2 separate regions of the Mus musculus genome follow, and region 1 is linked to region 2. Evidence: chromatin contacts called from public ChIA-PET data. All regions are on one chromosome and are shown on one strand. Each heading gives the region's core, a stretch centred on a gene start, on an enhancer-like site or on the middle of the called end of the contact. The rest is flanking DNA. Distances are from core to core; before and after follow the strand shown.

Evidence for each region. ChIA-PET counts read pairs in DNA pulled down with a chosen protein or histone mark.
Region 1: a contact with region 2 is called in an RNA polymerase II ChIA-PET map of memory CD8 T cells, with 2.8 times the contacts expected there. The contact joins two enhancer-like sites. A contact is called at or near these places in 4 of 484 Hi-C or Micro-C datasets (CD8 T cells, conventional dendritic cells, conventional type 1 dendritic cells and 1 more), 1 of 115 datasets of contacts at active chromatin or transcription factors (memory CD8 T cells) and 2 of 9 other capture datasets (adipose tissue and pancreatic islet).

Annotation. Positions count from the first base shown.
Region 1 is chr10:8,534,133-8,536,943 of GRCm38.p6, forward strand. No RefSeq gene overlaps it. Among named protein-coding and RNA genes, the nearest start is that of Ust, 17 kb to the left of the region's middle. Within about 2 kb of position 1,494, at least 26 of the 459 cell types and tissues checked have an H3K27ac peak or open chromatin away from gene starts, as enhancers often do. A contact at or near this core is called in CD8 T cells and memory CD8 T cells, where this site is marked.
Region 2 is chr10:8,413,760-8,416,772 of GRCm38.p6, forward strand. All of the region lies in intron 1 of Ust (uronyl-2-sulfotransferase), which reads right to left. Among named protein-coding and RNA genes, the nearest start is that of Ust, 100 kb to the right of the region's middle. Within about 2 kb of position 1,457, at least 28 of the 459 cell types and tissues checked have an H3K27ac peak or open chromatin away from gene starts, as enhancers often do. A contact at or near this core is called in CD8 T cells and memory CD8 T cells, where this site is marked.

The DNA of each region.
Region 1 (2,811 bases), core at 244-2,743, 120 kb after region 2:
AACTTTTGAGTAACCCTGGAAATAGTCTTCTTCATAGTGTCTTGATATTTAAAACATCCTAGAGAGAGCAAACACATTCCCCAGTGGTAACCATATTGGAAAGTAAGATCGTATTGAGTCATGAAGCCAAGGGAGACCTAGCATTTCAGGAAGACAATGAACAACTGTGGCCAAGGTGCCTAAGAGTTACGTGTCCCCTGCACCTATTTCCTCCTGTTTCCTTTCAGTAAAAGAAACCACTAACAGGACTCATGGCCACGTTTATAGGTAGGTACTACATTTTCTAGGCTCCTTTGCAGATAGATGTGGTTGTATGGCTGAGATCAAGTCAGGATTGTGAGAAAAAAAAGAGATGTAGGCAAATCCTAGATGAGTGTGTACCCTTCCGGTCTCATTTCCCAGCTTCCATGGACTTCAATGTGGACCTGGAAGTGGCTCAACATCAGTCAAGGACATGGGGCAGGGTTTTGAGGAACATTGAGGGACCCGAGGAGGGGAATGTGTATCTCCATATGATTTCATGGAGTGGATCAGCCTACCTGAGATGGGTAGCCGCCACCTCTAGCTCCCTTGTGAAAGAAAGAAATTAGCTTCTCTGGAATCATTGTGTGTAGGGATCCCTTTAGTACTCTAGACAGCACTACAACGAAGTCACACATCAGAAAAGATGACAGAGAAATCATATGGAGCTGAAGGGTGGGCGACTGATTGTTTCAGGTATAAGACTGGACCAGAAACCTGAAAGTAAGTTACAGAGCTAATCTTTCTACCCTCCATCTCTTAAGAGCACCATGGGTTCTAGAACAGTGGAGCACAAGTGTAATATGTCCCCAGGGTAATTGCCTTATAATGGCCAGGTTATAAAATAAGTACATAGACAAATCGCGAGGCTACTATCCCAACATGTGTCAAAAAAGAAAATGAAACTGGAAAAGTGGCTGAAAGGCTCTGCCTCACACAGAATGGTCAGGAGAATACCAAAGCAAAGTTGTAGCTGAGAAAAACTATATGAAAAATGATTAAGGCTAAAATTATAACAAGATCCTGGATGAGGGCATCAGGCAAAGGGAACGGCAAATATGGAGCCCTGGAGGAAGCAATACCCTTATTCAAGGCAAGCATCTCAATACCCCATTCCAATAATGCTCTATTTTGATAGAGTGATTTAAATTTTCAGACAGAAAAAAAAATCCCCTCAAATTCATTTCATGAGTAATTTCACTTCCCTGGCAGCTAGCAGGATAGTATTACCAGATGAAAGCTTACATGGAGAACCAATTAATTTATCAAGTAAGATTTCTTTTTTTGGCCTGAGTTGTTCTGGACACTACCAAACTATATGATTGATCTTCTCCTGCTAGACAGGTTTGCCATCAGCACATACCCACTTCTCAGCACACACTCACTTCCTCTTAGCACATACCCACTTCCTCTCAGAGCACACCCACTTCTTCTCAGCGCATGCCTACCTTCTGTCAGCACATAACCACTTCCTCTCAGAGTACACCTACTTCCTCTCAACACAAACCCACTTTCTCTCAGAGCACCACCTCTTCCTCTTAGTACCTGCCCATTTCCTTTCAGCACACACCTACTTCCTCTTAGTGCATCTCCATTTCCTCTCAGAATACATTCTCTTTCCTCTCAGAGTATACTCACTTCTTAGCACATACTCGCTTCTTCTCAGCGCCTACCTATTTCCTGTCAGCACATGCCCACTTCCTCTCAGTACATACCTACTTCTTCCCAGCACATACCTCTTTTCTCTCAAATTATATCCACTTTCACTCAAATTTATTTCCTATTACAAGCATATAGCTTGCAACTGAGGGTGATTAGTCAATGGTTTATGTTTGGAAACTTAACCATGGCAATATGTATGTTCTTAACAAAACATGTCAATTTTTAACGAGTGTCCTGAAGAAGTTAAAAAGTCACTCTGGGTGTGGGTGGTTTCATGGAGTCATGTGATGAGAACATTTAGAAGGAGCAGGTCTTTTGATGGCCTCCATGAAACAAAAAACAGTAGGAAGGAAGGAAAAAAATGTATAGTAACACAGTGCTTCCCTTTATGATGAAGATCATGCGAAACAGGACTGGAGAGATGCTTCAGCAGTTAAGAGCTCTTGCTGCTCTTCCAGAGGACCCACCAGGCAGCTCACAGCTGTCTGCAACTTCAGCTGCAAGGGACCTAATGCCTTTGATCTCCAAGGGTAGTATCACTAGTGTGCACATGCTCACACACACACACACACACATGCATGCATACACACATACATGCACACACATCTACACATAATTGAAAATATATCATTTTAAAATTCGTAGCAGAAATCTGAACCTGGGCTACACAAATGAAGTGAATGCATATGTATGATGTCATTTATTGTTTGTATCCTGTATATCAATTATTAAGATTTTTTTATCCAATTATTTTTGCTAGAGGAGGGGCGTAATTATGTTTCTGTGTCTAAAATTATTGTCCAATAAAGAAACCATCAAAGGGCATATAGCCAACATGGATAATGAAAATAATATCATAGAGGAAGTTAAAGAAATTAAGAAAAAACATTATGTACATTTTCAGGATTTTTGTCACATTGGTAGCATATATTGCCTTTATAAACATATTTTTAAAAGATTTATTTATTTGTTTGTTTGTTTGTTTTATGTATGAGTACACTGTAGCTGTCTTTAGATACACCAGCAGAGGGCATCAGATCCCAGAGCAGATATTTGTGAGCCATCATATGGTTGCTGGGAATTGAACTCAAGTCCTCTGGAAGAGCAGGCAGTGCTCTTAACTGCTGA
Region 2 (3,013 bases), core at 207-2,706:
ATATATAAAGAGTATGCATATATGGGAGAGACCTTTGTATAAAAGAAGACTTAGTCTGTTTTTATGTAAATTTTATGCATATTTCCAAAAATGTCTAAGGTACACTTACAAATAAGTTGTTTCCTCACCTAATATATTTTAGCCCCATGCAAATTTTAAGTGCATCTTCTTTCATTAAATTCCATTAATTTCTTTAAATTGTGTGTGTGTGAGAGAGAGAGAGAGAGTGAGCGAGAGAGAGAGAGAGTGAGCGAGAGAGAGAGAGAGAGAGAGAGAGAGAGAGAGAGAGCGTTAGAAAGCACCTGTCTGTTTCCCATGGGATCTAACAGGACACATTTTCCCTCTTTCTCTTTAATTCTGAAGGTTCCTTTCTATGAGGAGTGCTTTCCACACAGTGACCAGTGCACCCCCACACTCCCCAAAGGGCACTTGAAGGCCAACTTCAAAACTGAGTGTTTCTGTGTGTCTCCACTCCAGGGATTAGCACGAGCATCTCTTCTGCTCACGAACATTAGGAACATACCAGAATCCAAGGCTGGATTGAGAGCCAGACTCCTCTGACAGTCATCAGTTTTGAACATGCGACATTGAACAATCATGGACGTATTATGTGTGCCACGCCTACTTTACTAGGACATCCCAATGGCATGGACAGTTGAAGCTTTAAAGGTCTGAGCCAATGTAGTGTTCCCAGTTAACGACACTTCTGGACCTACAGATGGCTGACTGTAAAGTAGCGGTTTTTTAATCGACTTACCTAAACTTTAAATCTTTTTTAAAAAGTGAAACTATATCCATAAAATAACCCAAAACTTATAAATCTCTTCTTAAAACTCACAGATAAAATAAACACCTGCCTTCGGGGTGCTGCTTAGCATGGAAGAACACCACGTGGAAGCAAAGCAAAAAGAACCAGAGGAAGACACACAGGCATGCTTCACAGCCAGGATACTTTACAGCCAGGATACTAGAGCAAGCAATGCAATTTTCCCAAATTACAATCCTGCCCTTGGCTGTGACAGCTGGTTATAGCATTTCCAGAAACGCTCAACGAGAACAACTCATTATTCCATGAATCCATTGTATCCCCAACCAGTTCTCGCAGAGGATTCTCTGGGTCCAGAAACACTCAACGAGAACAACTCATTATTCCATGAATCCACTGTATCCCCAACCAGTTCTTGCAGAGGATTCTCTGGGTCCAGAAACACTCAACGAGAACAACTCATTATTCCATGAATCCACTGTATCCCCAACCAGTTCTCGCAGAGGATTCTCTGGGTCCAGAAGCCAAAGAAATACTGCTGAATGAATATAATCTCACTCTATCGTGTCGTAATCATCCCAGTCCCAGACACTTCCATTCTCATGCAGGCTCTGCATATTAGCCTGCTGAGCATCCATCCTGTCTACTGACAAGAGCAAGCTCTACGCTGTGGTTTCTCAACCACCAGTCACCCAAGCCTGGCCTGGACCAAAAGCATAAACAGAGGCGAAGAACCACGATGCTTCTTCCTCTTCACACATCTGGGTCGTTTCGGAAGGAGTGAGATCATTTTAAGAGTATGTGGAAACTGGGTCCTGTCTTCAGTCTTCAACAAGAGGCAAGCTATGTCCCTTCCCTGGATCTCCTTGGGGTTAAGAGGGAGAGTAAGTCCTGGTGTAAGCAATCTTTGCTCAAGCCGCATTGATTGACTAAATCCAGGGCAAAGACAAAAGATCAGAAGGACAGGATTGACAGTGTACAGGCCATCAGAGCTGGGTGTGACTGCGTGGGTGTGACTCAGCTCGCTTGTCATGAAGGGAAGCAAGTGGGATGGCACACCTGACAGAGTGAGGGGGAGAACAGCCTGGTGTGCACGCCTGTGCTTGGAAGAGATGATACTGACAGGATACAGTGGGCAAAATGCAGCTGTCTGTGGAACGGCCTTATGATTTGTCATGGAACTTGTGGTTGCATTTGTATATTCTGTTCCGTGAATGGGCTTGCCAGTTTCAAGACTGTTCTAACCAAGTTCCTTAAAAAAAAAAAAAAAAAAAACCTTATTTAAAATCCCAACCTAATATGATGTAATAGTATGCCTACATTCTCTCTTTTGGATTAAAAGGATGTATGTGGGTTTGTATGTGTATGTATGTATGTATGTAAGTAAGTATGTATGTATGTATGTGTGTGTGTATGTATGTGTATGTATGTATGTATGTATGTATGTATGTATGTATGTATGAATGTATTTGATTAGGCTTCCCTTTCTTTGTTACCCTAGTAATTCAATCATTGAAAAATTCTTTATGAAATGTAATATCTAGGCTTCAAGGAGAGAAAATGGAAAGTCAATGTATGGACCCCAGTGAGGAAACTTAGATCCAAGTTCTCAGCACGTTCATTACATTACATGCCAGCCTAAAATGTGCCAAGGTCAAGTTGAGGCTTGCAATTTTTCTGTTCTGGTTCGATCAAAGGCAGTACTTTCAACCACTTCCAGTAGCTCATGTATAAATACTTGATTACACAAGAGCTTATATGGGAGGAGCCTCAAATCCTTAGTCCCACTTCCTAAGAAAGTAGTCACTCACAGTCTCTGATGTTTATGTACTTAATGAGAAGCCAGTGCTTACATGAGCAGTACCCTCAAAGGTCCAGGCTCTGTGGTTGCTTTCTAGTCATGTGATTTCAGTTTACCTATACCATGAATGATTATACACTGCATGATGTTGTGAATATCATTAGTATGGTGCTACTTCTGTTTGGTTCGGATAAATAATTTTGTGAAGATTTACCATATTTACCTGACAGAATAGTTAAGGTTACTTTGTGGTTATTAATTCTCTGCATACAGAGGATGGGCTGTTTCATTCACCCAGTGACTTGTAAGGTAGCAATGCTGCCCTAGCTCCTGCCAGGTCAAACATTCATGACTGACACATGTGCACTGCCCAACATTGTGGTCACATCCTATGCACACATGCTGCTCAACTCTAACCAATCTCATGAGCCCTGAGAGTCCCTGTT